Regions from separate parts of the Zea mays genome. Here all the other regions are linked to region 2. The links are chromatin contacts, called in public Hi-C maps. All regions are on one chromosome and are shown on one strand. Each heading gives the region's core, a stretch centred on a gene start, on an enhancer-like site or on the middle of the called end of the contact. The rest is flanking DNA. Distances are from core to core; before and after follow the strand shown.

Evidence for each region. Hi-C and Micro-C count contacts between places; a contact is called where the count stands out from the background.
Region 1: a Hi-C map of leaf shows a contact between it and region 2, with 6 times the contacts expected there. The contact joins the promoter of LOC100381811 here to the promoter of LOC103639216 in region 2. A contact is called at or near these places in 3 of 25 Hi-C or Micro-C datasets (ear, leaf and tassel).
Region 3: a Hi-C map of leaf shows a contact between it and region 2, with 6 times the contacts expected there. The contact joins the enhancer-like site here to the promoter of LOC103639216 in region 2. A contact is called at or near these places in 2 of 25 Hi-C or Micro-C datasets (ear and leaf).
Region 4: a contact with region 2 is called in a Hi-C map of ear, with 3 times the contacts expected there. The contact joins the promoter of LOC103639212 here to the promoter of LOC103639216 in region 2. A contact is called at or near these places in 3 of 25 Hi-C or Micro-C datasets (ear, leaf and tassel).

Annotation. Positions count from the first base shown.
Region 1 is chr9:141,025,594-141,032,675 of Zm-B73-REFERENCE-NAM-5.0, reverse strand. LOC100381811 (phytochromeB2) reads left to right here and starts at 4,107. Exons shown (of 4, transcript NM_001174606.1): 1 at 4,107-6,273; 2 at 6,956-7,082. The coding sequence starts at 4,107.
Region 2 is chr9:140,823,299-140,830,063 of Zm-B73-REFERENCE-NAM-5.0, reverse strand. It overlaps LOC103639216, which reads left to right and starts at 4,764. Exons shown (of 1, transcript XM_008661987.4): 1 at 4,764-6,017. The coding sequence starts at 5,234. The coding sequence ends at 5,827.
Region 3 is chr9:140,631,726-140,638,261 of Zm-B73-REFERENCE-NAM-5.0, reverse strand. No RefSeq gene overlaps it. Among protein-coding and RNA genes, the nearest start is that of LOC103639212, 27 kb to the right of the region's middle. Within about 2 kb of position 2,516, at least 20 of the 20 cell types and tissues checked have an H3K27ac peak or open chromatin away from gene starts, as enhancers often do. A contact at or near this core is called in ear and leaf, where this site is marked.
Region 4 is chr9:140,604,072-140,611,213 of Zm-B73-REFERENCE-NAM-5.0, reverse strand. It overlaps LOC103639212, which reads right to left and starts at 3,061. Exons shown (of 2, transcript XM_008661984.4): 1 at 2,488-3,061; 2 at 1,896-2,384. The coding sequence starts at 2,682. The coding sequence ends at 2,031. It also overlaps the pseudogene LOC103640343.

The DNA of each region.
Region 1 (7,082 bases), core at 2,858-5,357, 200 kb before region 2:
CTGCGGCCGCGCGGGAAAACGAGCCCACGCGACGCGCGGCCCGGCTGAAAAGGCTGTGCGGCTCATGCTGTCATGCATGTACTGTAGGCAGTGCCGGCTCAACCGACGTATATTCTCGTCGCAAAGGGCAGCCGGCAGTGCCACGCCCCGCCACGTACGGGCCCAGGGCCCGACAGCGAAAGGCTCCACATGGGCCGCGGCGCGGAGATTGGCCCGGCCGCACGTGGGCGTGCAAACGCCGGGCCCGGTGCGGGGCGCGGAGCGGTCACGTCACGTTAAAAGGACGGATCGGACATACATACAAACACCGAAACACGGGGGCGGTGGTTGGCTGGTTGCCGCATCGCGGCCTTGGGGCGTCGCCGTCGCGGGGGGCGGCCGCTTTCGTCCCGTCCTGCCCCTGCTCCGCCCGCTTTCTCCACTCCCTTTCCCCAAAGGCCAAAGCAAAACAGTGCGGTGCGGCTGTGGTCTATGGGTACGAGGCCAATGAATGCGCAATGGCTATCCACTATCCAGTTTGCGAAACCGAGTAGCTCTGGTTTGGAGTTTAACACAGCTGGGTTTAAGGTTTAGAGAATCATAATATATATCATGGAATCAGCTTTTCTGGTGATGCTGGCCGGCAGAAGCTGCTGGTGACTATCAAACATTCAGCTTTTTAATATATTTCTATAATAATTGATTGGTGAAAATCATTCAAAATTAATGTTAACATATATTTGGTTATATTTGGTTGAGTCATCGTGATAGAAGGAATCCGTCACTTTTTAAAACCTAAACCATATGCACAAATTTATCTTCTTTCCGCATGTTATCTCTACGATATCCAGATTATCTTCACATTTAGACGAAAAGCTCGTAACAAACCGAAATAAACAGGCATGATACGTTATCAATTACAATTCAAATCTTATCTCTACTATATTTGTGAAAATCGTCGTGCGTCTCGCCATCGTACGCGAAATGACCTTCGAACCCATCATCACCACCTGCTATATAATGGCCTTCGAACCCATCATCACCACCTGCTAGATAGAAGCCTCGTGTCTCAACAACTACAGCCCAAGCTCAATTTGTGTTATAAAATATAAGATATATTTACAAAGTGTACAGATAAAATATATAACAGTTGCATCCAATGTACGGTGCACGGATACCTAACTAGTACAATGTGATCAAGGAGTGTGCGGAGCGAACGTGCTTAACGCTACGCGTCAGGGCTAAGACAGCTACTGTGTCTATATTTGAAGTAAAAAATAATAATACTTCATCCATTTCAATTTATACTTCTTTCAACTTTTTTACTCTAAATTTGACTGAATTCAAAGTTTTTCTTAATTATCATTAATTTTACTATGACATCATTTAACATATAACATATTTTAGGTATAACTTTGATTTTTTTATTTCTTTTTAAAAAAGATGAGCCTATCAAACTTGGCACAAAAATGTAAACGAATTATAAATTAGGACACGAAGAAAATAGTGTTGGTGTTGTAATTTAGCAAGGAATACTCATATTGTGGTCTTATTTTTGCTAATGTCAGTGGGGTATTTTTTACGAGTGACAATATAGAGATATTCAAATAAACAATTTTGTCGATGCAGAGGTGGCGACGATGTGGCGGTATTTGTACACAACATTTGCTTTGTCTTGGTCTCAGTCTCTTTCGTATAAGTTTTTTTTTTTGCAAAAGTGTTGCACACACGACAACAACGTTAGAGGTTGGTGCTTTATACTAGTAGAGAAGGACATATGTAAGGGCGTAATTTACTTTCTAACTACCTTTTCTGAGGGCTAGTTTGAAAACTCCATTTTTTATTTTTATTGTTTCAAGTGAAATTAATTTATTTCTTTTTGGAAAAATATAAATTTCTTGAAAAATAGAGTTTTCAAACTAGTTCTAATCATAAGTTATTTTGTCTAAAACATTTTTTTTCTGAAAGAATATATATAAAAAGATTTATACATTGTAAAAGCACTTTTCATAATAAAATTAGCAACGCCAAATTATATAAAAGGTATGGATATCTGTTGTCAAGATTGGATACGGTCGTGCTTCTTACATTTAAATAGTAAAAATAATACAATTATGTATAATGAGAATCCAAATTATGGTTGTCAGGGCCGTGCCAGTAAAAATCGAGGCCCCGTACGAAATTATTGAATAGAGGCTCTTATCACAAAATCACTAAAATATAAATTTATAAAAACATAAATGCTGTAATGTATTATATAGAAATGGAATTTATGAAAATTATACCTATTAAACTCTTGGTTATATAAATTTTACTTGAACAATTTTATTTTCTTTGTGTTCCTTGCAATAGATTCTTAATGGTATGATCATATTCAATCTTATCCAACAATCCACTCTCAAAGCTTTTAGTAACCGGAATCATATTTTCAAAGACCAATTGGTCAAAGACATGGCATCGATAATTGGATCTTAAAATACTACAATATTTAATATACATATATACAAGATAAATAGAATAATCAATAAATTATTTTACTAACAAAGTTAGCAAATAAATATACATGTATACAGTAGGATGTTAGAGGTACCTTATGATTTGAACACTTTATTTCCTAAATATCAAGACACAAAGCAAGTGACGGAGGGAGATCGTTGTTGCCGCGTTGGCTGTCTACCGCTGGACGACGAACGAGTGTAGTGTAGACGGTAGAATCACGCTGTGCGCTGGTGGCAGGCGAAACAAATGTCTGTGATCGTCGCCCATCAGGCAGCAGGCGAAACAAGGTCACGTCGAACGATAGGAGAAATGATTAAAGAAAGATATATTGTGTCCGTCTAGCAGGCTGCACGCGGCAGGATTTACATTCTAGTTCCTAATAATCTAATTAGAATTACTAATAGATCATACACGGAAAGTTAGGGCCCCAAATAAATGGGGGGCCTGTTCAGCCAAACAGGATGCACCGGCTTGTGCACGGGCCTGATGGTTGTCAACTCTACACCGATATTCCTATTCACCTAGCCAACTAAGCATATATATCTTTGTATTTTATATTCGACACTTAGAAAATATTTTGAAGCACACCGATTTTAAAAAAAACCAAATTCTGTCTCCCGTTTTTTAGAAACTGATTTATGAAAATAAGTTTGGTGGAGATGTTTGAAACTCAATTTCTAAGAAATCGGTTTCTAGTTTTTTCTATACACAATTATCAACATATCTTTTCTCTATTTTTATAAGTGGTGTCAATAGATGTAAATTCTATGAAATCAATGAGAGCGTGATGCAATTAAACAAACACAAGCTAGTTTTAGTTAGAGGAGAGTAGCTTCTTGGTTTTTAAGAACTTGAGAATTTATTTTCTATAAATCAGTTTTTTTAAAATTATGTGCTTCCAAACAACACCATAAATATAAATAGAAATCATAGCAACGTACTAGCAATAAGTAGAAACTATAGTAACCTACAAACACTTTACTATTTAACTTATAGCAAATGTAAATGGATTTATACACGGGAACGGAGGAGTACCCGACGCAAGACTGGTCATTGGATCTTTAAAAAAAAGAAGAATAAATAAAGAAAAAGGAAGCACAATCCCCGTCTTCAGCGGTTAGCTACAAGCCTACAAAGGCGAAAGTATCCGCATCCACTTCAGGCCCCAGCGCGAGCGCAATCCATTCCAGACCTGAACCCCTGCCGAGCCCCGATCCCCTAGTACCATCCCCATCACAGCCATCGTCATCGGCGCATCGCCTCGCGCGCAATATCCTTGGCTCCACGCCCCCCACTTTACATCCCCACTTCTTTATTGGAACAATTGGATCTATACCATTAAAAGATCCAAACTTTAGATATATACCATGGACCCCACGTGTTATTAACTCATGTGGACCCACATGTAAGTGAGATAGTAATGGTATAGATCTAAATTGGTGATCTTTTAATGGTATGGATCCAAATTTTTCTTCTTTATTTTATCCTCGTGAATCAATGAGCGCAGCGAGGAACGGTGAAGCAAAGCTAAGGTATCGGACGAACACATAGGGGGCGAGCGAGCCGACTGACGAGCACAAGACCGGCGGACGGGGCCGCCTAATCCAGTGAGAGCTCCCCCAAGCGCCATGGCGTCGGACAGTCGCCCCCCCAAGCGCTCCCCCTCCGCGCGACGCGTGGCGCCGCGTCACGCGCACCACCACCACTCGCAGTCGTCGGGCGGGAGCACGTCCCGCGCAGGCGCGGGAGGAGGTGGCGGGGGCGCTGCGGCCACGGAGTCGGTCTCCAAGGCCGTCGCTCAGTACAACCTAGACGCGCGGCTCCACGCGGTGTTCGAGCAGTCGGGCGCGTCGGGCCGCAGCTTCGACTACTCCCAGTCGCTGCGCGCGCCGCCCACGCCGTCCTCCGAGCAGCAGATCGCCGCCTACCTCTCACGCATCCAGCGCGGCGGCCACATCCAGCCCTTGGGCTGCACGCTCGCCGTCGCCGACGACTCCTCCTTCCGCCTCCTCGCCTTCTCTGAGAACGCCGCCGACCTGCTCGACCTGTCGCCGCACCACTCCGTTCCCTCGCTCGACTCCGTGGCGCTGCCCCCTGTTTCCCTTGGTGCCGACGCACGCCTCTACTTCTCCCCCTCGTCCGCGGTCCTGCTGGAGCGCGCCTTCGCCGCGCGCGAGATATCGCTGCTCAACCCGCTATGGATCCACTCCAGGGCCTCCTCCAAGCCGTTCTACGCCATCCTCCACCGCATCGACGTCGGCGTCGTCATCGACCTCGAGCCCGCACGCACCGAGGACCCCGCTCTCTCCATCGCCGGCGCAGTCCAGTCCCAGAAACTCGCGGTCCGCGCCATCTCCCGCCTCCAGGCGCTACCCGGCGGGGACGTCAAGCTCCTATGCGACACAGTCGTGGAGCATGTTCGCGAGCTCACTGGTTACGACCGTGTCATGGTGTACAAGTTCCATGAAGACGAGCACGGGGAAGTTGTCGCAGAGAGCCGGCGCGATAACCTTGAGCCTTACCTCGGATTGCATTATCCCGCCACAGATATCCCCCAGGCGTCGCGGTTCCTGTTCCAGCAGAACCGCGTGCGAATGATCGCAGACTGCCATGCCATCCCGGTGAGAGTCATACAAGATCCTGGGCTGTCGCAGCAGCTGTGTTTGGTAGGCTCCACGCTACGCGCTCCGCACGGGTGCCATGCACAGTACATGGCGAACATGGGGTCAATTGCGTCGCTTGTTATGGCAGTCATCATTAGCAGTGGTGGTGACGACGAGCGAACAGGTCGGGGTGCCATCTCCTCATCAATGAAGTTGTGGGGGTTAGTGGTGTGCCACCATACATCACCACGGTGTATCCCTTTTCCATTGAGGTATGCTTGCGAGTTTCTCATGCAGGCATTTGGGCTGCAGCTCAACATGGAGTTGCAGCTTGCGCACCAGCTGTCAGAGAAGCACATTTTGCGAACTCAGACGCTATTGTGTGACATGCTACTGCGAGATTCACCAGCTGGCATCATCACGCAGAGCCCCAGCGTCATGGACCTTGTGAAGTGCGATGGGGCTGCACTGTATTATCGTGGGAAGTACTACCCATTGGGTGTCACTCCCACCGAGTCTCAGATTAAGGATATTATCGAGTGGTTGACGGTGTGTCATGGGGACTCAACAGGGCTCAGCACAGATAGCCTTGCTGATGCAGGCTACCTTGGTGCTGTTGCATTAGGGGATGCTGTGTGTGGAATGGCGGTGGCTTATATAACACCAAGTGATTACTTGTTTTGGTTTAGGTCACACACAGCTAAAGAGATCAAATGGGGTGGCGCAAAACATCACCCTGAGGATAAGGATGATGGTCAGAGGATGCACCCACGGTCATCATTCAAGGCATTTCTTGAAGTGGTTAAAAGCAGAAGCCTGTCCTGGGAGAATGCAGAAATGGACGCAATACATTCCTTGCAGCTCATATTGCGTGACTCCTTCAGAGATGCTGCAGAGGGCACTAGCAACTCAAAAGCCATTGTCAATGGACAACGTCAACTTGGGGAGCTAGAATTGCGGGGGATAAATGAGCTTAGCTCTGTAGCAAGAGAGATGGTTCGATTGATAGAGACAGCAACAGTACCCATATTTGCAGTAGATACTGATGGATGCATAAATGGGTGGAATGCAAAGATTGCCGAGTTGACAGGCCTTTCAGTTGAGGAGGCAATGGGCAAATCTCTGGTAAATGATCTTATCTTCAAGGAATGTGATGATATAGTCGAAAAGCTACTCTCGCGAGCTTTAAGAGGTATTCCATTTTCATTTCTTATATGGATGCTATTGCTTTTATATTATGTTTTGTGAGAAGTGCTGTTGAGGAAAATATTATCTGTTCTTGGTTGTATCTCTTAAGGTATATGACATAAACAAAAAGTGTATGGACACGATGTATACATGTTTATTACACCAAGTATTGAAATTTGTGGTATATATACTCCTGGAAAATGTATATTTGAAGGAGCTGAGCCTAGGTCAGTTGGTTGATAGTGTGGATGTACGCCTAGACCCACATCCCCCAAGTTCAAGTCATTGTCGAGGCTAATTTGTGCATGCATCTTCTTAATTTAAAAGCCCTCCTATGTCAGTCAAGTTTTTTTTAAATAGATATACCCAGTTTCTTAGCCACACTTCTTTTTGTGCACAATTATATAGAAAATGGAGACAAACTAGCAACTACCGTCAAATTTACTCAATCATTTTCACAGTGTTTTTTAGAAACTGGTGCTTATAATTAGCAGATAGGAATGCTCATGTGTGAAAAGTAAGCATATGAGACTTATACCAGAGGTTGTGTTAGCTACTCACAGGAGTACATTGTTTATCCCCCAGGACTATTTTGACCTACTTACCAATGCATGTAGCTAAGCTAAGCTAGCTTTGATGGATGTTCAACTGGGGAGTGCTAATTTGTGAAGTTGCTTCCCATACAGGTGAGGAAGACAAAAATGTGGAGATAAAGCTGAAGACATTTGGGTCAGAGCAATCTAAGGGTGCAATATTTGTTATTGTCAATGCTTGTTCCAGCAGAGATTACACACAAAATATTGTTGGTGTCTG
Region 2 (6,765 bases), core at 3,515-6,014:
GCAGAAGAGCTTCGGCATCACGGCAAGAAGGGGAAACCGACTTAAAGATGAAAAGCCAAACTAGACCTCGAAGAATTACTATAGAGTTATTGATAAATGTAAAGGGCATTAATGTAATCTTGCATGGGCTGTGATCCGTGCCTATAAATAGGTGAACAGTATTCCCGTACTGTTCACGCGGACTTGGCATTCACTTTTGCGCCACGCCTGTATTTTCTTTCCTTCAAGCCGAAGGTACATTTGTAATTTATCTTTGTCTACACAAGTAATATAAATATAAATATATTAATGATAATGTTTACAGAAATTATGCTACCCTCTGTATTTTGTTTGAATGTTCTTTATTTTTTATCATGATCATGAAGGTACTCCTTTCATGACCTTCGTCCTAAATTCATTATATCCGAAGGGAAATAATGATTATAAGGACGAAGGGCTTTTGGTATTTAACATTTTATGTTGCCTTGTTTTTGATTCATAGCATTTGAGAACAAGTCTCCAACAGCAGACACTCGGCAAAATTGGCCTCTTTGCCGAGTGCCAAAGAAGACACTCGGCAAAGGATCCGTCACCGTCACTTGGCGCCGTGACGGTGACTTTTCTTTGCCGAGTGTCAAATGGCACTCGGCAAATTATTTGCCGAGTGCCCGACAAAAAGTACTCGGCAAAGAGGCTGTTGTCGATGTACAGTTCGCCGAGCATTCTTTGCCGAGTGTTACACTCGGTAAAGCCTTTGCCGAGTGTAAAATAGCCTTTGCCGAGTGTCTGAGACACTCGGCAAAGGAGATGTGTCCGGTAGTGCAAGCAACAAGAACAACAAAAGAACACAAGTCGATCTTGTCACAAGTCCTAAAAACTAGAGTTGAGTTGTGGACTTTGATTCGATCAGAGGCTTTGATTTGTGTCTTGGAGTGTTGTGTATTGCTCTTGTATTGAATGAGGAGTAGTGAATGCTTGGGTGCCTTGAAGAGTGGTGGTTGGGGAGTATTTATAGCCCCAACCACCAAAATGTCCGTTGGGAAACTCTGCTGTCGAAGGGTGCACCGAACAGTCCGGTGTGCCACCGGACACTGTCCGGTGCGCTAGCCACGTCACCCAACCATTAGGGTTCGACCGTTGGAGCTTCTGACATGTGGGCCACCGAACAGTCCGGTGGTGCACCGGACAGGTCCTGTTCACTGTCCGGTGCGCCATCTGGCGCCTGCTCTGACTCTGCGCGCGTAGTCCGCACTATTCACTGTTCACTGTTCACTTTGCAGACGACCGTTGGCGCTGATAGCCGTTACTCCGCTGGCACACCGGATAGTCCAGCGCTACATCGGACAGTCCGGTGAATTATAGCGGAGAGCTATTTCCAGAAACCCGAAGGTGGCAAGTTTGGATTGATTCTCCCTGGTGCACCTGACACTGTCCGGTGGTGCACCGGACAGTCCGGTGCGCCAGACCAGGGTTGCCTTCGGTTGTCTTTTGCTCTTTTTATTTGAACCCTTTCTTGGACTTGATATTGGTTTGTGTTGAACCTTTGGCACCTGTAAAACTTATAATCTAGGGCAAACTAGTTAGTCCAATTATTTGTGTTGGGCAATTCAACCACCAAAATCATTTAGGAAAAGGTGTGAGCCTATTTCCCTTTCAGTCTGCCTGACAAACCTACCAATTCAAATTTAGTTATGCTATATGTTCTTTTTGTGAAATTACAAATCCGCATTGTTACAACATCTGAAATCCTGATATTTATTAGGTCTCTTCATTCCCTTTTCAGATTTAATTAACCTCTGATTGGATTCGGAGCTATATACTGACATCCATATTGATTTGATTTCTCGGTACACAGGGGAACTACAACATTTGGTGTGAGTCATACTACTTTGGGTTTTGGATCTTCAAGCTCACCTTCATTTGGCATATCAATTAGCGTGTTCAGTTTTGGTTCTTCACCATCTTTTGGACAAACAACAGTTTCTTCTGGAAGCACTCCCTTTGGAATAACTCCCTCACCCTTTGGTGCACCAGTTCCTGCATTTGGTAGGTTTTCCCATTTTATTGTAGATCTCCCTTTTCAATTGTTTTTACACTGGCTAGCTCATCTATTTTTACCTGTTAGACTAATTGTTTGTTCCCTTTGAGTTTCAGGCTCACAGACAGCATCACCAGCTTTTGCACAACTGCAATTTGCTAATCAAGCTGGAGGAACCAAAATAAAACCTTATTCTCAAACACCAGATGCTGACAGTGAGCTTAATTGATTTTGCACATTTCAATTTGATAATGTTGTGATTGAATAGAGCAATCAGCATCCTTGCATTGGGATAGGATAACAAGAAAGATTTGGGAGATCTGCTTTAGGAAATACCTTGTTTTTTAATACAATTACTTTTTGCTCTCTCACAAGTATAGACAAGTGGACAAGTGCAGTCTTGAATCCCATCCTAAACTACTTTCAATTCCTTGGAGATTATGCTCCATATATTATAGAATAGCTCTCTGCCAACCATGTAATTACTCTACCTATTTCTTTTACATTCGTATATGCTAAGCTGCATTTCCCTACTCCTAAAAAGGATCTGACTTATTTTGACTATCGATAACCACATCATTTTGCTCCTGTTTTTTTGGAAAATTCAGGAGGGAGACGAAGGGCGAGCTTAGTGATCTAGAGTCGGATCTAGTGGTGAAGGAGATTGGCAACGCTGGCTGCAGAGCTGATCGTGCCACCAACACAAGAGATCTAGGAGTTCTTCATCATCACCGACGCGGTCCAGGCCAAGCACTTCGCTTCCAGTAAGACTCCTCGCCAAGCTACCGACATGACTAGAAAATTTTAGTTTTATAGTGTGGTATCGTGGGGCATGTAGAAATTACTATCTTAATTACTCGATCTCTCACCGCACACAAGTTTCTTCTCTCCATGTTAATTTCGTGCGAGGACACTGTAAGCCTTTTCTTAATTTCCGAGTGTTTAGATATTTCTGCTTTTCAGGTGATTGCTGGCTCATTTCCATCTTTTCCACCTTCTGTGATATCAATTCCAATCCTTCTGTAGGTAAAAGGCTATGAGGAACTCAAGAAGAAGGTACAATCTATTGTGTCCAATGAAGAAATCAAGAGCATTGTCCTCCATATGGAGCTGAACGAGAAGCTACAGCAGCACAAGATACATCCCATGTTAATTTCGTGTGGACACTGTAAGCCTTTCCAAAATTTCCCAGTGCTCAGATATTTTTTGCTTTCTTGGTGATTACTAGCTCATTTTTACCTTTTCTACCTACTATGATATCAATTCCAATCCTTCTTCATGTAAAAGGTTGTGAGGAACTCAAGAAGAAGCTTCAGTCTATGGTGTCCGAAGAAATCATGAGCATTCTCCTCCATATTGGGTTGAACGAGAAGATGCAACAACACAAGATACATGGGCTTAAAGACAATGGGAACAACCGGTCAGCCATGTTGTGACTGAGAATTCTTTTCTACGAGGAATAGGAACAAAGGGACTATTAGATTAATATGGTTTCTATACACAATTAAGAACTGTAGTTAGGGTGATTGTTGGCAAAAAAAACTATGAGATACTAAGGCCGATAATAATATATGTTTCGATGATAATATATGTGTTTGTTACCATGTAATCGTTGTGCACTATCGTTTTGTTGAATAATTTGTATGTCGTTGCAACGCACGGGCATTTAACTAGTACATATATATGTTACCAAGCATTAATGGAAAAAATAATAACAATTAATATGGTAACGTTATTGGTAATTAAGTGGTGATTTTTAGATCACGTGGTGGGAAATTTGAAACATCGTTTAGCAAAGTTCTAAACAAGAATGGATATGGTTAAAAAAGAACTATGATGATAATATATTGTTCTGCTGCCAATAAAGAAAACTGTCACTATTGCCAGGAAGTTAGGAGTGGTTTAATTTAATTCGGTTTACAGGCAGACGACAAAGACTTGTATCTTCATTAATTTCCAGATATAAGTCTATAGTAGCGTCGCCTGAGATATGAATATTGAATGAATATCATGGAAAATCAAAATGTTAATTATCTTGATTATTTCTCTCCGTCGACCAACACAACAATTAGCAACGAAAACCACGAATGCGAATTCAGCAGCCGTTGCCGAAAAAATCAGCGCGATCGACAGCCCTCCATTTTCCATGCTGACATGCTAATGGTAAACGACAAGCTCGACCATCTCCTCACGTTCGAGACGAACTTTCCCCTCATCTCACCTCCCATCCGATCACTTTGGTTTAGATGTCGATGGGACAACCGATATTACACGCCATTCTTCGCCACAGCACTCGCCAGTTGCTCTACACCGTTCTTGTTCATGCCATGCATTGCATCCCTGATCCCTCCGGCAGCCGAAGACCCAAAGTCGCTCTGGCATGTGCGCGAGTGGTTATGCCGTCGTCCCACACATCGCGCCGACATAAATGTGTCTCGATCAACTATTCTCATCATCGTTCCCCCGTCGACGTGATGGAGGGGGAAGGGAACACGCACGTCGCAGCATCGACCAGCGCCAGTGCCGCACCGGCACCGCGCGGCGCGGCCCTGGTGGCTCACCACACCGGCCCCACGGTGAACTGTGTTGGGCTCGTCCCCCCTGCACTCTCCAAGTCCCAGCTAGCACTGCACAGCTAGTGCCTGCCCGCTCACCACCTGATTGTCCTGAAAGCGTGGACGCGAGGCCGTGCGCGCGCGCAACCGGTACGCATTTAACTGGGTAGCAGGCGACTACGCGCCACTCTGCCGGCTCTGCCCCGCTATATAAGCTCACATAGAACTCCGTCTTCTTCGTCCAGGTCCATCGCTCCAGCCTCCAGAGGAGCAGCGTCACTACGTACTACTTGGCTGTAGCTAGTTAGCTACTGCACTCCCGCTTAGCCCGACATGGGGAGGGCGCCGAGGGGTGTGTGGAACATGGAGCTTCTGGGGCTTGCCGTCTTGGTGGTTCTTGCGGTGGTCGCCGAGACGCGGTCCTTGGAGAAGCAGAATCTGTGCGGTGGGTGTGGGGTTGGTGGCGGGGGAGGATATGGCGGAGGCGGTGGCGGTGGCGGTGACCTTGGGCTTGGTGGTGGCCTTGGGCACGGTGTAGGGGTTGGAATTGGGATTGGAGGAGGGAATGGTGGGGGTGCAGGTGGTGGAGGCGGCCTCGGTGGTGGAGCTGGAGGTGGCTTAGGCGGAGGCGGAGGGCTTGGTGGCGGTGGAGGAGGTGGTTATGGCGGAGGTGCTGGCGGAGGCGGCGGCCTTGGGGGTGGTTCCGGTGGAGGTCTCGGCGGTGGTGAAGGCGGAGGAGGCGGGCTTGGTGGTGGTGCCGGTGGAGGCGGTGGTCTTGGTGGCGGAGGAGGAGCTGGTGGGGGAGCAGGTGCGGGTGGCGGCTCTGGCGGAGGCGCCGGTGCAGGAGGTGGCGCTGGAGGCGGCTATGGCGGAGGTGCCGGTGCAGGAGGCGGCTATGGTGGAGGAGCTGGTGGTGGATACGGTGGAGGTGCAGGAGGTGGCGCCGGAGGCGGCTACGGCGGAGGAGCTGGTGGTGGTGCCGGTGGTGGCTACGGCGGAGGCGCTGGTGGAGGCTACGGTGGTGGTGCAGGTGCTGGCTCTGGCGGCGGCGGTGGTTATGGTGCTGGTGGCGGAGGTGGAGGTGGCATCGGCGGCGGTGTCTGAATCAGCGTCTCACATGCATGCATGGTGGTGCAAGCTGCAAGCAGAAGCAAGTGCTCGAACTCGCTCGGTATTCCCTTCGCAGGGGTGCGTGGACGTGGAGTCGAGCTATACCGATCGATATCCGGGATCATACTCTCTGCGTAGCGAATAGCGATCATAGTAATAACAGAATAAGGATGCTGCAATACGTCTAATCAGTCATCATTATACGATGGTTTATACGGTATATATACACTGCGTTGGTAGCAAGCTGAAAGATTACTTTGTATCGTACTATTTTAATTATATTTTGTGGAGATAAAGAAATTATTATGAGCTACATGGAGTTCATGCTTGCTTAATGCTTGCTGTATGTATGTACTATGTGCTACAAAGTGAAAAGGCCGTTGCAAATGTAATGGTACAGGCGTACAGCCAAATAAATGTGAAGATAGGCTGGACGACACAACAGAAAGGACCTTCGACATATTACTACAGCTAGCAATTACATGCACGAATTTTCAAGGACAGGATCATCTGTCGATGTCCTATCGCAACTAATCGACTGCTCATGTTCATTCGATTGATCGATTACTGATAGTAGCCTGCCGGGAGCCACTGCTTCGCCGTTGATGAAGTCTTGGACGCCACTTTGGTAGCGTTGGGTTCTAAAGTAGGGTGAGATTAGAGATGTCAATGGGACCCGATACCCGTCAACCCATGGGGAATTCCCCTATTAGGGTACGGGTATGGGACGGAAATTGTCCCATGGGTATGGATATGGGACAAAATCTTCACTCATTGGGTAAACGGGTATGGGTTTGGGAAGCAATAATCCGAACCCGATTACCCATGGGTATTTCATACGTGTACACCTGTCGTGTTTGTATGAATGAGTTGAGGCCGAGCCAACCACCAAGCCCAGCATGACAGTGCACCAGGCCCCAGGTCCTAGCCCAACAAGGCAACTAGTAGACTAGTAAAAAACAAAACCCTAAAATAACCAGCCATATGCTACGCCCTGCCCAGACGACGGTGACGACCATGGATTCTCAGGCGCCAACGAACTCAGATGGTGACGAAGGAAGGCGAGAAAACTCCATTTCTCCA
Region 3 (6,536 bases), core at 1,267-3,766, 190 kb after region 2:
AAAATTGGCTGTTTCTCGCGATCGATTAACTCTGAATTCGGTGAACTTCCGAGAGAAAGCCTGATAAACAGAGATAGGCACGATCGAGAAATAGAAATTTTTACTAAGTATCCGAGATTAGGATTAATCTCCCGACATAACGCGAAATAGACACATGAGGTGTCACACCCTTTTTCTACTAGTGTTCCCACCGCGGGGGCACGTATTGGCAGGGTCGAACATCTTCATGGCTCCAATCATCGATGAGAACCCTTCGACCAATTCCCCGGGTTCTCTAGTGCATGTAGAACTCCACGGTTTAGGATTTAGAGCACCACATGCTGATGTTTCTTGCGTCGGCGAAGACACTGCCGTGGAGCCGCCTCGCACCCTAGGTCGGCTTCACCACGACACTGTTGCCGGTGATTTTTACCTACCTTAATTAATCCGCCTTGTCCTCCGCCTGGATTAGCACTGTCTAGTATCACGTTGGTTCACCGGTGTGCGAGTTCGTGCTCACCGGCATGGTTCACCGGTGTGCGAGTTCGTGCTCACCGCTCACCGGCATTAGCGCCACCGCAAAACAGGGCAAATGGCCAGACCTCCGCGCGAGGAAGAAAACGAGTCTGCACCCGTAAGATCCGTGATGAACGATCATTATTAGACGGGAGGATAATGTTTCGGTGTTTTAGAACTGATCCGTTGATCTAGGATCGAAGGGATCTGATTCGATCACGCATAAGCCGGTCATCTTGTTAAATAACCTTTGGAGTTTTTGAGATTTAACACGCAGTCCAGTACTCCAGTGTAGTAATAAGGGCTAGTTTGACAACACTATTTTCCTATGAGATTTCCAATTTCCTAAGAGAAAATAAACTAGTTTCCTTTGGGAAAACGAAAAACCCTCGAGAAAATAGGGTTTCCAAACTAGCCCTAAACTATTAAATTTAGGCTTTGAAATTTTGCACAGGGTTTTAGAAACCAAATCCGTCATCCAGGAGAGTTTGACAACTTAGACCTTGTTCGGTTATTCCCAGTATATATGGATTAGATGAGATTAGAAAAATTTTAGAAAAACTTTGACTTGCTTAGGATTTAAACACATCCAATCTCACTCAATCCACATTGATTGAGAGCTAACCGAACAAGCCCTTAATTAAAAGTTAATGTTTAATTTTAGACTTTTCATTGGTAAGCCTTATTTTACACTTTTTTCCTACACGCTTGTTGAGTACCCACCGGTGTAATCACCCTTGCTATAATCATTATTCAGATTATGAACATGTACCGCTAGAGGAAGATTATTACAATAAATTTGGAGAGATTTAGGCAGCCGTAGTGCCTATGTAGAGAAGTTATCTTCGTCAAGTTTATTTTATTTAGTTATTTTTGTAAATACATTTTATTATTATAATAAATTTTTGTGATATTGGATACTGTACACCGAGTTATCATATGTGTGAGACTTGATCCCGACACACATATGAGATGCATATAGATTTTATAACGTGCTCTTCGTCTTGCTCTCGTCTAGTATAAATGTAACACATAAATATCTTTATTATATTACCAATAACAAAATACAATTATATTTTATATAAAATCAAATTAACTTAATTGATCTGCACCTAAATTATGATTATTAGAATGGAATTCAATTCAAAGGATCTAGACGAGGTCTAAGATAGTTGGAAATGATTAAAAGAGTTTAAATTTCTAGAGAGTTAAAATTTCTTTCAATCTTCTCTATTCCCATGAAACATGGAGTAATCGAACAAGGCTATAAGGCTATTCCTGGTGGATAGTTTCATTGCACTATTTTCAAAAATATCACGTCGATTTTTATCTATAAAAATAGTGTATCATGAGTTTTATGCCGACGAAACTCTCTCACTTTCTATAAAAATCTCTCTATATTTCTCCTTATTAAAATGTTTTGCCATGTTTTACCATGTTATCATCCTTACTGTGACGAACTATTTAATCAAGATGAAACTTACAATGAAATCCTCACTAGGAACTAGGAATAAGGGCCGTAGATGGCGTGTAGGTCCTCTATATTAAGGTCTTCAGTCTGAAAAGTCGAAACAAACAATGGTATAGTTATCAAAAAGGTAGAAGCTCAGAAAAATTAAGTTTATATTAGAAACTGAAAAACCTAATTGTATGCGCTTTCTATAGCTTTTTGAGTTTAGCAAACTAATTAAAAAATATTATTACCTTCTCATGATAAAAAAAAAACTCAGCAACAGTTTTTCAGAAAAACTAGAGCTACATCTCAAACAAACATTGCTTGAACGAATAGCTTTTTGAGTGTACATGAAATGTTCAAACCTTTTCACAAAACAAAGACTTTCTGAAATTCTATCTTTTCCGAGAATATTGCAGAGAAAACAAATTTTCTTTTCTCGCTTCGAAGGATCAATCAAATGATAATCATACTCGTATATCGGAGCCACAGTGTGGCCTCCACCACAGCCCCGTGGGCCATGCTACACAATTCACCCTGCAAGCTCCCCTATCCACAGCTCACACTCTCTCTGTCACAGTCATCAACGAACTGACAGCGCACCACTACCAACAAACCCTAATCATTCCCCTCTCCACCAGCGACCGCATCTAGCGGACCAACGCAGCCCAAGCAGCAGGCGCCCAGCAGCGGCATTGCAGGTTGCAGCAAAGCGAGAGAGAGAGAGAGAGAGAGAGAGTGAGAGAGCTCACGAGCCTCCGGCCTCCCTTACCCCCCTCATGCGCCGCAAGAAGCACTTGGACCGGGTTGGGGGCGGCGGCGGAGGTGGCACGGAGCTCTTCATTTGCTTCACCTCGCGTTCCTCCGCTGCCTCAGCCACTTCCGTCGCCGGCGTCAGCGCGCACTCTTCCCTCCGCCCCTCCAGCTCCTCCAAGCTCCTCAGCCCCGGCCGCGGCAGTGCCAGCGCAAGCGGAGCTGAGGCAGTGCCGGCCCCGCCTCTGCACCCCTCACTCAGCCGCCGCCTCCGCAACAGCGGCAGCCTCAAGGGCGGCCAGTCCCCAATGTTCCCCTCCGGGTCCACCGGCGGTGGCCGCCGCGGCCGGGGCGGATTCGAACCTGCCGAACCCTCGTCTCCCAAGGTCACCTGCATCGGCCAGGTCCGCGTCAAGGGCGGTAAGCGCAAGCCCAAGCACGCCTCCGCCGCCGCGCTGCGCTCCCGCTCCAGGCGCGGCGGAGGCGGGAGCGCAGAGGCCAGCTTCCGCCGCGCTGGCGACGACCGGGAAGGACCCCAGGGCAAGAACCAGGGCTGGGTGCACCAGATCCCGGTCAACATCTGCGAGGCACTCAAGACATTTGGCTCCTGCGGGGGCCGCTCTCTCTGCTCATCGTCTCGGCCTGGCGAAGCCGGCGAGTGGGGTGCGCTGTCCACCGACGCACACCGTGGTAAGAAGCGGGGGCAGCGCGCTCCTGCTGGGGGTAGCTGGCTGTGCGGTGCTGCTGTGGCGAGGTGCCTCCTGGCGATCCAGGAGGAGGAGGACGACGACGAGGTCGGCAAGGGAGCCGCGGTTGTGCCGGCAGAAGAGATGAGGGCATCGGACGGGTGGGATGTCGAGGAGGAGAAGACTGTGATGGTAGGGGAAGTGGAGGTGGAGAAGAAAGATGAGATCTTGGTGGTGGGGAAGGAAGAAGAGGGGAGGGTGAGCGTCTGCATCCCCCCGAGGAATGCACTGCTGCTAATGCGCTGCCGGTCAGACCCAGTTCGCATGGCTGCTCTTGCCACCCGCTTCTGCGGGTCTCCAGCTGCAGCTACCGTGGAACAGGTGGATAATGAGGTGTCTGGGTGCCTCAACGACAATGAGGAAGAGGGGAAAGAGGAAGCTGGGGCTGAGGCTGAGCCAGTGGAGTGCAAAGACGAAGCTCACGGTTCAGTTGTTTCTGTCACAGACTTGAAATGTGAAGAGTGTGGTTGTGATGAAAATGGTGGCGCTGAAACAGATGAGATAGATCAAGCAAAAACAGAAGCTGAAGAGAGTTCTAAATGTGGAGATCTAATGGAAGAAAAGGAGGATGCATCCTGCAGAGATCTAGTAGGAGTAGAGGAAGCACAAATTGTTCGGAAAAATGCTGGGTTGGAGGTTTCTTTGGGTGAAGTTACAGAGACGGAAAACCAAGGGCTGGACATGGTGGTCAGTGAGGAAGAAGTTCCAGCACAAGAGGAAGTTGAAGATAAGATGAAGGGGAGGAGGTCAATCAGCAGTTATTCTCCCTCAGCAGCTCTGAAGGAGGACCGCACCAAATTGCGACGGTGGAGTAGCAGGAGGCGTGGTAACACTAGCAGCAGGGCCTCATCGTCCAGTGATAGGGTTGGCAGGCGGCACAGCTTCTCGGCCGAGACAGAGGCACGGCGTTCTAGCTTCTCGAGCTTCAAGGATTCAAGGAGAGCTAGTTTCACCATTGATAGAGATGGCCGGAGGTGGAGCTTCTCGATTGAACAGGAGCATCTCGTTGCGGAGCCTAAGGTGCTGATGGCATCCAGAAAGGGGAAGAAGACTTCTTCTGAGCCAGAGTCAGAGAAAGATTGTGTTGTTGTTGCTCCAAACAGTGTAGAGGAAGGACAAGAATCCTGTGATGATGGAAAGGAAGAAGAAACTACCGAGAATGCAGAGGGAGAAGGAAAAACACATTATTCGGAAATCAACCAAGAAGTAGAGAAAGTAGAAACTAGAGCAGAAGAGTGTGAAGGTGGGGCCGGACCAGTGATACAGAGGAGGAAGAAGAGTGGCGAGTTACCAGATTGCCTCATGTTGATGATGTATGAGCCAAAGCTCTCCATGGAGGTCTCCAAGGAGACATGGGTCTGCAGCACTGACTTCGTCCATTGGAAGTCTTACCAGGGCAAGAATAACTACAACCACAGGCAACAGAAGGCTTTTGCTACTGGAACAGTGGAGACTGTAAAAAAGGAGAATGCTGATGGCAGCACCGTTGTGAAAGATGTACAAGAGAGCAAAGATCCATCGACGGTGAACTCAGCTGTGCCCATGCCATGTCCAGTTGTCCAGAATACACTGGCACTCAAACCAGCAACAACAGAACAGACGCCGAAGCTGGAGTTGCCGCCGGTCACCAATGCGGCAGCCTACGCCCCGTTCGTTCTGAAAAGGTGCAAGTCAGAGCCGATGCGATCATCAGCACGGTTGGCACCCGATGCTTGCTTCTGGAAGGACCGCCATCTGCCACTGAACGCAACTGGAGTCGGGTTCTGATCCCTGCCAGACAGCTGCTGGAATGTGATGCGTAGTTAGGTAGTGAGTGATTGAGTTTGTGAGCCTGTTGTGCAATAGTAGCGAGTGGTTCTTCGATTGTGCTTTGTGCTGTTATGTGATGTCTGGACAGCACCAAATAATAGCATGTTGTTAAGTTACTATATGAGATAGGTTCTTTGATATTGATTTGTGCTGTTATGTGATGCTTTGTAACATCTAGACACATGCAGCCACTAGACAGAGCCTCAGAATCTCGTCCAATATGTGGCTCTGGATAACACCAGCTTAAATACTGCACCTTTTGATGTGTAGGTAAAGATGTGTAATATTTAATGGAGTTGTGTCATGCTTAAGCTTAGTAATTGATATATTTCAACCACCCTGCAACTTTCACTTGGTAATTTCAGCAGTATAATATGCAAATTGCAAAACTTAAGGGGCTGAGTTTTCTGAAAATGTAGTTCCCAGTAAGGTCTTTGTTCAATTTGAACGAGATCGGAAGGAATTAGGAGAGATTTTGACTTAACTCAATCTCGTCCAATCCACCTGGACTGAGATTAAAATATATAAGTCTTAAATGAGGTAATATTTTCGGAACTTAGGAATACATGCATTGCATAAGCATTATTCGCTAGAGCACAGAAATGAAAATTTCGTTACTGTAGTTGAGAAAAACTTCATATTTGCCATGCCCCATAAAATCATTTCCAAGACTTGTACATAAACTATTTTCTCTACTTAATCTAATGGTGCTCCGGCCCCCTCAACTAGAAAAAGAAAAGAATACTTGAGTAACTCATCTAGCCTTATTTCGCTCTGTTCCAATTTATAATTCGTTTAACTTTTTTACACTAAGTTTAATTGACTTATCTTATTTAAAAAATATAATTATTATTAATTTTATTGTGTTATCGTTTAGCATTAAATACACTTTAAGTATAGCTCTGAATTTTTCATCTTTTTGCAAAAATGTTTGAATAAGACGAGCCAGTCAAGCTTGGTACAAAAAAGTACAATAAATTAAAAATTGGGGCAGAGAGAGTAGTAGTTACTGTCTGTATGTTGTCATGTTGATAGTTCTTGTCAGTAAAATATATTTATTCATGCTCTTTTCAGGATCTGAATGAAGTAATTAGTGTAGCACTTCAATTTTATGAAGAGAAAAAACTATTACGAAATGACCCCCTCCCCTTTGAAAGGGAAATGTGCCCTTGGGCCATTTCTAAAGTATTTTGGTGATTGAGTGCCAACACAAGTGCTTAAATGTGAATCTATGCCCATGGATGAACAAAGTGCAAATCAAGAGCAAAGGTATGTTTCTA
Region 4 (7,142 bases), core at 1,812-4,311, 220 kb after region 2:
TAACACATGATAATCTTCGCAAGTTGTAGTTGCATCATGAAGTCCTGTCCAAAGATACACGAGCTTGAACGGTTTCTGCGTCGCCTCGTTTAACCAGGTTAAACGGCGTTCGTGAATCTTGATAGATCTTTTCAATCCGGTACTGTCAAGCAAATCACTGAAGACCAGTGATCAGGCGTTCATGAAACGGTGAAACATGGAAAAACCGGATGAAAATTACTTGAACTCGGTAGCTCTAGTTTGTAAGCAACAACACCTATCTTCTCCAGCACTTTTATAGGGACCAAAAAAAAACCCTGTAAGCCAATTTGTGGCAGTGCCGGTTGACCACCAAGATTTGAGAGTAAGGTTGAAGCTTTAACAGAACCATTTTCTATTTTTCTCCTACGGAAAAGCTGTGTTCAGTACGATGTGCAGCTGCATACAACTTCATACGATTTTGAGCCTTGCATAAATTCTTCCAGCCAGAATTGTCGTTCCTTAACATGATCCACCACTTCCAAGTCATCAGACAAAGCCAAAGAAGGAAATAAACATAGGGAAGGCTGAAGCGTCCTCATCCTTTGGTAAGTGTTTTTTTTTTGTTCAAGATTGACTTCCCCTGTATGCTGTATGGCTGACATGACATGCCGCTTGTAACCCAGCTTTCATCATGTCCCCTCACTGCACAACAGGTATTATTAATTGTAGTAGTTTATTATTGTCAGTCCATTAGTTGCTTGGAACACCGTATGGAGTCCATTTGTTGGAACCCTGTTAACCCTAATCATTGATGAGTGCTAGTTTGAATCGAACAATTTTATACTTTTATTCCAAGCAAAGGGTTCTGGTGCCTTGCATGTGATACGAAACACTGCCTGCAGCTCAAATTCTCTGACAGTGGAAGCTTGTTTTTTTTCCCAAACCATGGTTGCACATGCTCCTCGTTCAAAGAATAAAACAAGATGATTGATGAGTGCAGGCATGTGCCATGAAGAACTCAGTTCTGGCCATGGTATCCGTGCACTACTGTGATCTTCGAACATCTGTGAATGGCGCAGGAAAATGTTGTGCTGGTCTCAATAAAATGGTGACACGGTTTATCAGTTTGCATTGCGGCAGGCCTGTCGGTTTTGTTTGTTTGTTTGTTCGGAGACAGACAATAAGAGCAAGATTAGCTGGCGTTCTTTTTACAACCAACACTAGTGGTAGCTCCTCCCTGGATCGCGGTGATGGTTTCTGTTGCTGATACATGAATGATTTGATTGTGCTATGCTATGCAATTATCGATCCATCATGGTCCGTGGCCGCAGCATCGCGTTTTGGGACAGGTGGAAAGCACGGGGGATCCATGATTTCGTTTGGGTGACTCGCATTTGGTGGTGGCCGCTTCTGAGCTGGCTCCCCAGTTCTTTTGCGACTCCCCCGCCTTGAATAACGTTGTGTTTCAACTGTAGAAAGGTGCGGTTTTATAGTATAGTGCTGAGTCACACCGTTTTAAATTTGACCATACGAAAACATGTTACCATTGATGATACCAAACGAGTGTCGTCGTTCGTCATGGAATCCTGTTCGCTGTAGTTTTACGCCGGTGCGGCTAGCTAGGGGCTCTTTTAGTTCATGTAGGCAAGTATTTGATACAGCGAATGAAAAGAGGGGCTACAAGCAGTTACGGTCTAAAGTAGATTTAAACCATAACTTTAGCTTGATTAATTGGAAAATACTATTGTATTCTGCAATCTTTTATAAATGGATCTATTCTATTTTATAAATTTGATCAAATCTTAGATAGCTCGACTAAAAAATAGATATAACAGGTGCAGCAGTTGTCTTGTCTCTACGTACACGTACGTAGGCTGTTTCTGGACCATATGCTTGCCATTAGCTGGTTGTTGGTAATCAGCAGACATGCGATCTTTTGTACTACCTCCATCTTTTTATTTTGACGTGAAACAATATAAAAAAAACTACAAACGTCAGATAAAAAAAATATGGAGCGAGTATGAGTGTATGACCTAACCCTCCCTTCGACTATTTGGGTGCCAGATTTGTCAGAAACAGTCCTGTTCTGTGAAATAAACCTGTCCATCAACATGGCTCAATGTGGCATCTGATCTGACAGGCGTTGCCTCGCGGAGTCGAGAGAGAGCTAAGCCTTGTGGGCTTGTGGCAGGCACGTACGCGGGCAGGCCGCCAGAGCCCAGAGGATGCTGCCACCCATAGCATTTTGCCGGGGAAAAGGCACGGTGATGCAAACTGGCAGTGGCGCCCAAATAATGAGGTATCGCGGCGCAAGATCCAGGCACCAATTCGTGTGGACTGGATCGATCAGAACCAGATTCATCATCCACGGGGGGATTGGTGCCGATAAGTCGCTTGACGCAGCCTGCTGCCTCTGCACCGGCCTGTGAAGCACGCACGTCGTACATGAGGAAGAAAGGAAAGGGCGATGAAGTGCCCGTCATATGGCAGGCATCATCGGATGACCTGGTGACTTGGTTTTGGTACCTGGTTTGGCATGAATACCTTCGCCTCGCCCCTTCCGGGAGCTGGTAAATGTGCCGCCTTTGAGAGGTTCCGTCGAGCAGGTGTGGTGCATGTGGGATGGCTTGGCGCGAGCAGCAGCAGCAGCTTCACAGGCCTCTCAACGCGAGCAGCAGCAGCAGCTGTTGATGCCTGAGTCCTGACGCGGTCCTCTTCCATTGCTTGAACCGCTTTTCAAACGACCGGAGGACAGCCTACGTACGTGCAGGACTGCCGCAGAGGGGAGCTGGGGGGGCGGCACTGACTGCCATGCCACGCGAGAGAGTGCCGCCACCACATGTTGCATGCAGAGGCAGAGAGCCACCAACAAGAGAAGCGGTCGGAGAGGGGCGGCACGTCTTTCTAGTGTTTTCCTTTCCGTGGACGCGACACTCGCCACAGGACACGCACCCAGCACGGCGCGCCAGTACCGCAGGAGGCAGTGCAGCTGCACTGCACTGCACTATCACAGCAGCGCGCCGGGACGGCCGGCCGGCCGGCCGGTCTCGTCGCGCGAACGCCGTTTGCCGCGGTCCACGGTTCTCTTTCTCTTCCAGCCGGCTGGCTGATCGGTCGACCACGCGGAATAATTGCGTTGCCCAGAACCTACGTGGACGTGTGGTGTGGTGGTGACAGACAGGGTGGGCGCATTATTTGAACGTCAGCCGTCAGGGACAGACAGGTTGGTGACTGTTGAGCAGTTGAGGTGAGATTATATATTCAGATGCAACAGGACCATTCGGTCTGTGCTCGTCGGTCGATCTTCGCACCGGACTGCGTAGGAGACACGCTGGTGCACGATGATACGCGAAGACTGCCGGTACTGCGTACACGCTGAATATGTACTCCCTATTTTATTTATGGGGTAGATCGGCAGTGGTCACGTGTGGTTGTGTACGCTCAAACACCAAAAAAAACAAAGGTATGATGATGCCACGGGCGTAAATACCGGTATGGTGCGCGTCGCCAAGGCCCGCCCAAGGCCAACCGCAGGTCACGAAAAAGTGTCGGATCTTTTCTGTCTCTCACTCCAATGGCGTGCAACTGGGAGAGAAGCGACGGACTTGGCTCTGGATCATCCATATGTGATATGTGTTTCTGCATTGCATGCTACATTGGCAATGGACGACCGTTGCCGCGTACTACTTGTTGCTCGACGCTATCATGGCACCGTTGAGGCTTTGCTCGCTCTCTCAGGGACCTGACCCAACCAATCGAGTGCACTGACGTTTTACTGTGGTTTCTAGATGCTCGGTCGTTTTCTAACATGTGGAAGGCGTGCAAGCCACCATGTTCGCGTAGACTGAGTGCATTGAAGCCAGTTATAGGTCGTCCGTAAACTCTGATCTAATTGGATTTTCTACTGCATAGAAACTTGCTAAACATGTTTTTCGAGTTGTTTTCTGCTGCTCTAACACCACTCCCTCCCTATATACGAGGACCACAGTCCATTGAGGTATCTAACACAACGTGTTCCTCGTAGATGGATCTTTTTAGGAGTCTACCGGCGAAAAGAATGAGAACAACAATAGCTTAATTGGTCTCTAAATCGGTTTCGTCGGTTGCTACGTTCCTCATTGCGTTCAAGGACATGTCCACCCACTAGTACAAAGAATCTCTATCGTGGCGGTTGGAAACCTATATACAATGGCGTTTTTTTTTAACCTCTAGTATTAGTGGCTAGTAGAAATAATTTTTCACATGCAGAGAATTTAGAACCGTCAGTGGAAATTGATTTCTACTTGCGGTTCAGTTAAGACAACCACCAATATAAATAATTTCTAAAAAATATAAAATGAGTTCTTAAAATAGAAAAAAATTAGAGGAGACCTCGTCTGGCCGTCTTAGTCGAAGTTCTCGCGCTACCTCACCCTTGCGTGTGCCTTCTCTACCAGACCAACCATGACTTGGATTGTGTCTAGATAGTAGTTTTTCCCCCATATATTAGAACAAACCGAGTACAAATTGGTTGTTTGAGGCGGTCAACGAATTCAAACAAAAACACTAGTCAACTAGAAAATTTCATGACTTTTAGGGTTCTACAAGTTTTATTTTGGTATTTTCTCATCCGAGTTTGTTTGCAAAATTTGTATTTTATAATTTATCAAATGCAAATGCAATTTTGATAGCCCAAATGGTTTCAAATGAAAAGGTTGAAAACTACTAAAAATATAACTTTAGAGATCTACAACTTTTAGTTTGATGATTTTTTTCAAACGAGGTCATTTGAAAACTAAAAAATCGATTTCAAATTATTTCTGCTTGCAAGTTTAAAAGAAAACCGCCAAAAGAAAATGTGTATTTTCCTGGCAGTTCCTTTAAGAAACCGCAAGTGAAAATATAATTTCTTATGGCGATAATCGCCAATAAAAACATGTTTTCACTGACCGATTCTTTGGATCGGTCGGACCATTTTATTTCCTAATTTCTTCCCTGCTGCATGCATAGAGCTTTTTTCTACTAGTGAGAGTGAACGTGCTAGCCTTTGCTAGTGAGTGATCCCAAATTCTTCCAACTCAAACACACTTTTTGGTTAATTAAGTTGAACTCTCACAAAGTAGAAGATCTAGCGTAGTCACTGTAGCATAAATTAGGTAATTTACTCAATTCTACCAAAAATTGGTTAATTAAGTCGAAATTTATCAAACTTTAGTCATTTTAACTAATTATAATGCATAGGTTCTTTGGACTCTTATCTGGAGATGTTGATACTTAGGAACCTAAGGGCCTGTTTGTTTCAACTTTTTCTGAAGACTTTTTTTTAGAATCTAGTTGTAGAGAATGTGAGTATCGTGGAGATTACATGCGGAGGTAGATAAAAGAGTTCATAGGCTTTAAGATATAGAAAATAGCGGTTTCCAACTATTCGCAACGACTCAGATGGTTCCGTGTTTACATTGATTTTGGACGAGTTTGTCTAAAGTGGTTATGATATAAACGGGATGAAACGTTAAGCGTTCGGTAGTCTACAACAGCTTCTGGTGGCCAAAAGGTGAAACAAACGGGGCCATAGGTAGCGCTGAAAACACTATCCATTGGATGGATCCGATCCGAGTTAAGAGTGGTTTAATTTACCAATGTTTTGTGCTCGTTATGTTATTTGAAATGGCTTAGACTTGCCAACAGTTTATGTTACTTAAATAACTATTATAAATTCATAACTTAGCTAATTTCGGTGGACAAACTTTAACTTTCATGGTTCATTATTGGAGATCGGATCGGTAACCAAGTAGTACCGGCACTTGCTTGGAGTACTCAAACCGCGATGGTTTGAGCAAGAAGATTCGGACAGCCGGACAGCGTCCCCCGTGTCACCGGTGTGACGTAGAAAGACGTACTGGCATATCGCGGTAGCGTAGCGATGAGGCAGCAGTGACGCCCATGTGGCTCCCCCATTAAGAAGCAAATCTATATCTATACTATTCCTTAAGACGATAGTGTAGACTTGGCACAACCATGCCCCCGCTCCCATCCCCACCGTGCGATTGCCGATGCCATCCATCAACGCGCCCCCGCATCTCACCTGCCTCGCGCAGGATCCGCCGCCGGTCCTCATCCCCGAACGCCCAACAGCCATGCGCGCCGCCTCCGCCTCCGCCGGATCCCCGCCTGCCGGTCCTCATCCCCGCACGCCAACAGCCATGCACGCCGCCTCCGCCTCCGTCGGATCTGGCCATCCGGTCCTCATCCCAGTTCCCCGAGAAAGTCAATGTGATGCGTCTCCTGATCTCCTCCTTGCTCTATCGTGCCCGGCGTTCATGACGTCCGCCAGCAGCAGCTGCGCCTGCGCGGCGGCCCTGCGGCTCGCGAGGCCGCGGAGGAGCCCACCGGCGGCGGGCGCCCTCTTCTCCATCAGCTCCTGCAGCTGCCTCCTGGGGATCCTGATCGTCACCTCCACCGCCGCGCGGTCCTTGTCCCTCCCGCTGGTCCCCGCCGCTCCTCCGGCCTCGTCCTCCGCCGACGGCACGTCCCACTCGCCGTCGTCCGCCCACGAGGTCATCGCGTGCTGCGCCACGGTGCAGTTGCCCATGGATCGGAATCGGGTACGCACAACACGTATTGCTTGCTCAGTCGATGTTATCGCCGGCGAGTAGCAATGGCCGCCCTCATTTCCGCTCTCCTCTTCGCCGCCCTGCTCGTGGCTGCCCAGTACATGCTCCGCTTGCTCCACTCCTTCCTGTGGGTCCCTCTCCGCTTGGAACGCCGCTTCCGGCGGCAGGGAATTCGGTGGCCACCACGAAGCCTGGTCTCCGGTAACGTAGCTGACTACCGCGACTTGCTAGCCGCCGCCAGGTCCCCGCCCCTCTCCTCCTTCCGCCACGACGGCGTCGTCGCCCGCGCCACGCCGCAGTACGCGGTCTGGCTGGCGTGGTACGGCCGGCCTTCATGTACTGGTTCGGACCCCGGCCACAGCTGGTGATCTCCGACCCGGAGCTCGTGAAGGCCGTGATGACTGACTCCACGGGGGCCTTTGATAAGGCGGCCTCGGGCGGCAACAACCCGCTCGCCAGGCAGCTCATCGGCGAGGGGCTCGTCGGGCTCTCCGGGGAGACGCGGGCGCGCCACCGCCGCGTGATTTCGCCGACGTTTAACATGGAGAGGGTGAAGGTAAGGAGTTGTTTCTTGAGACATGTAAATTT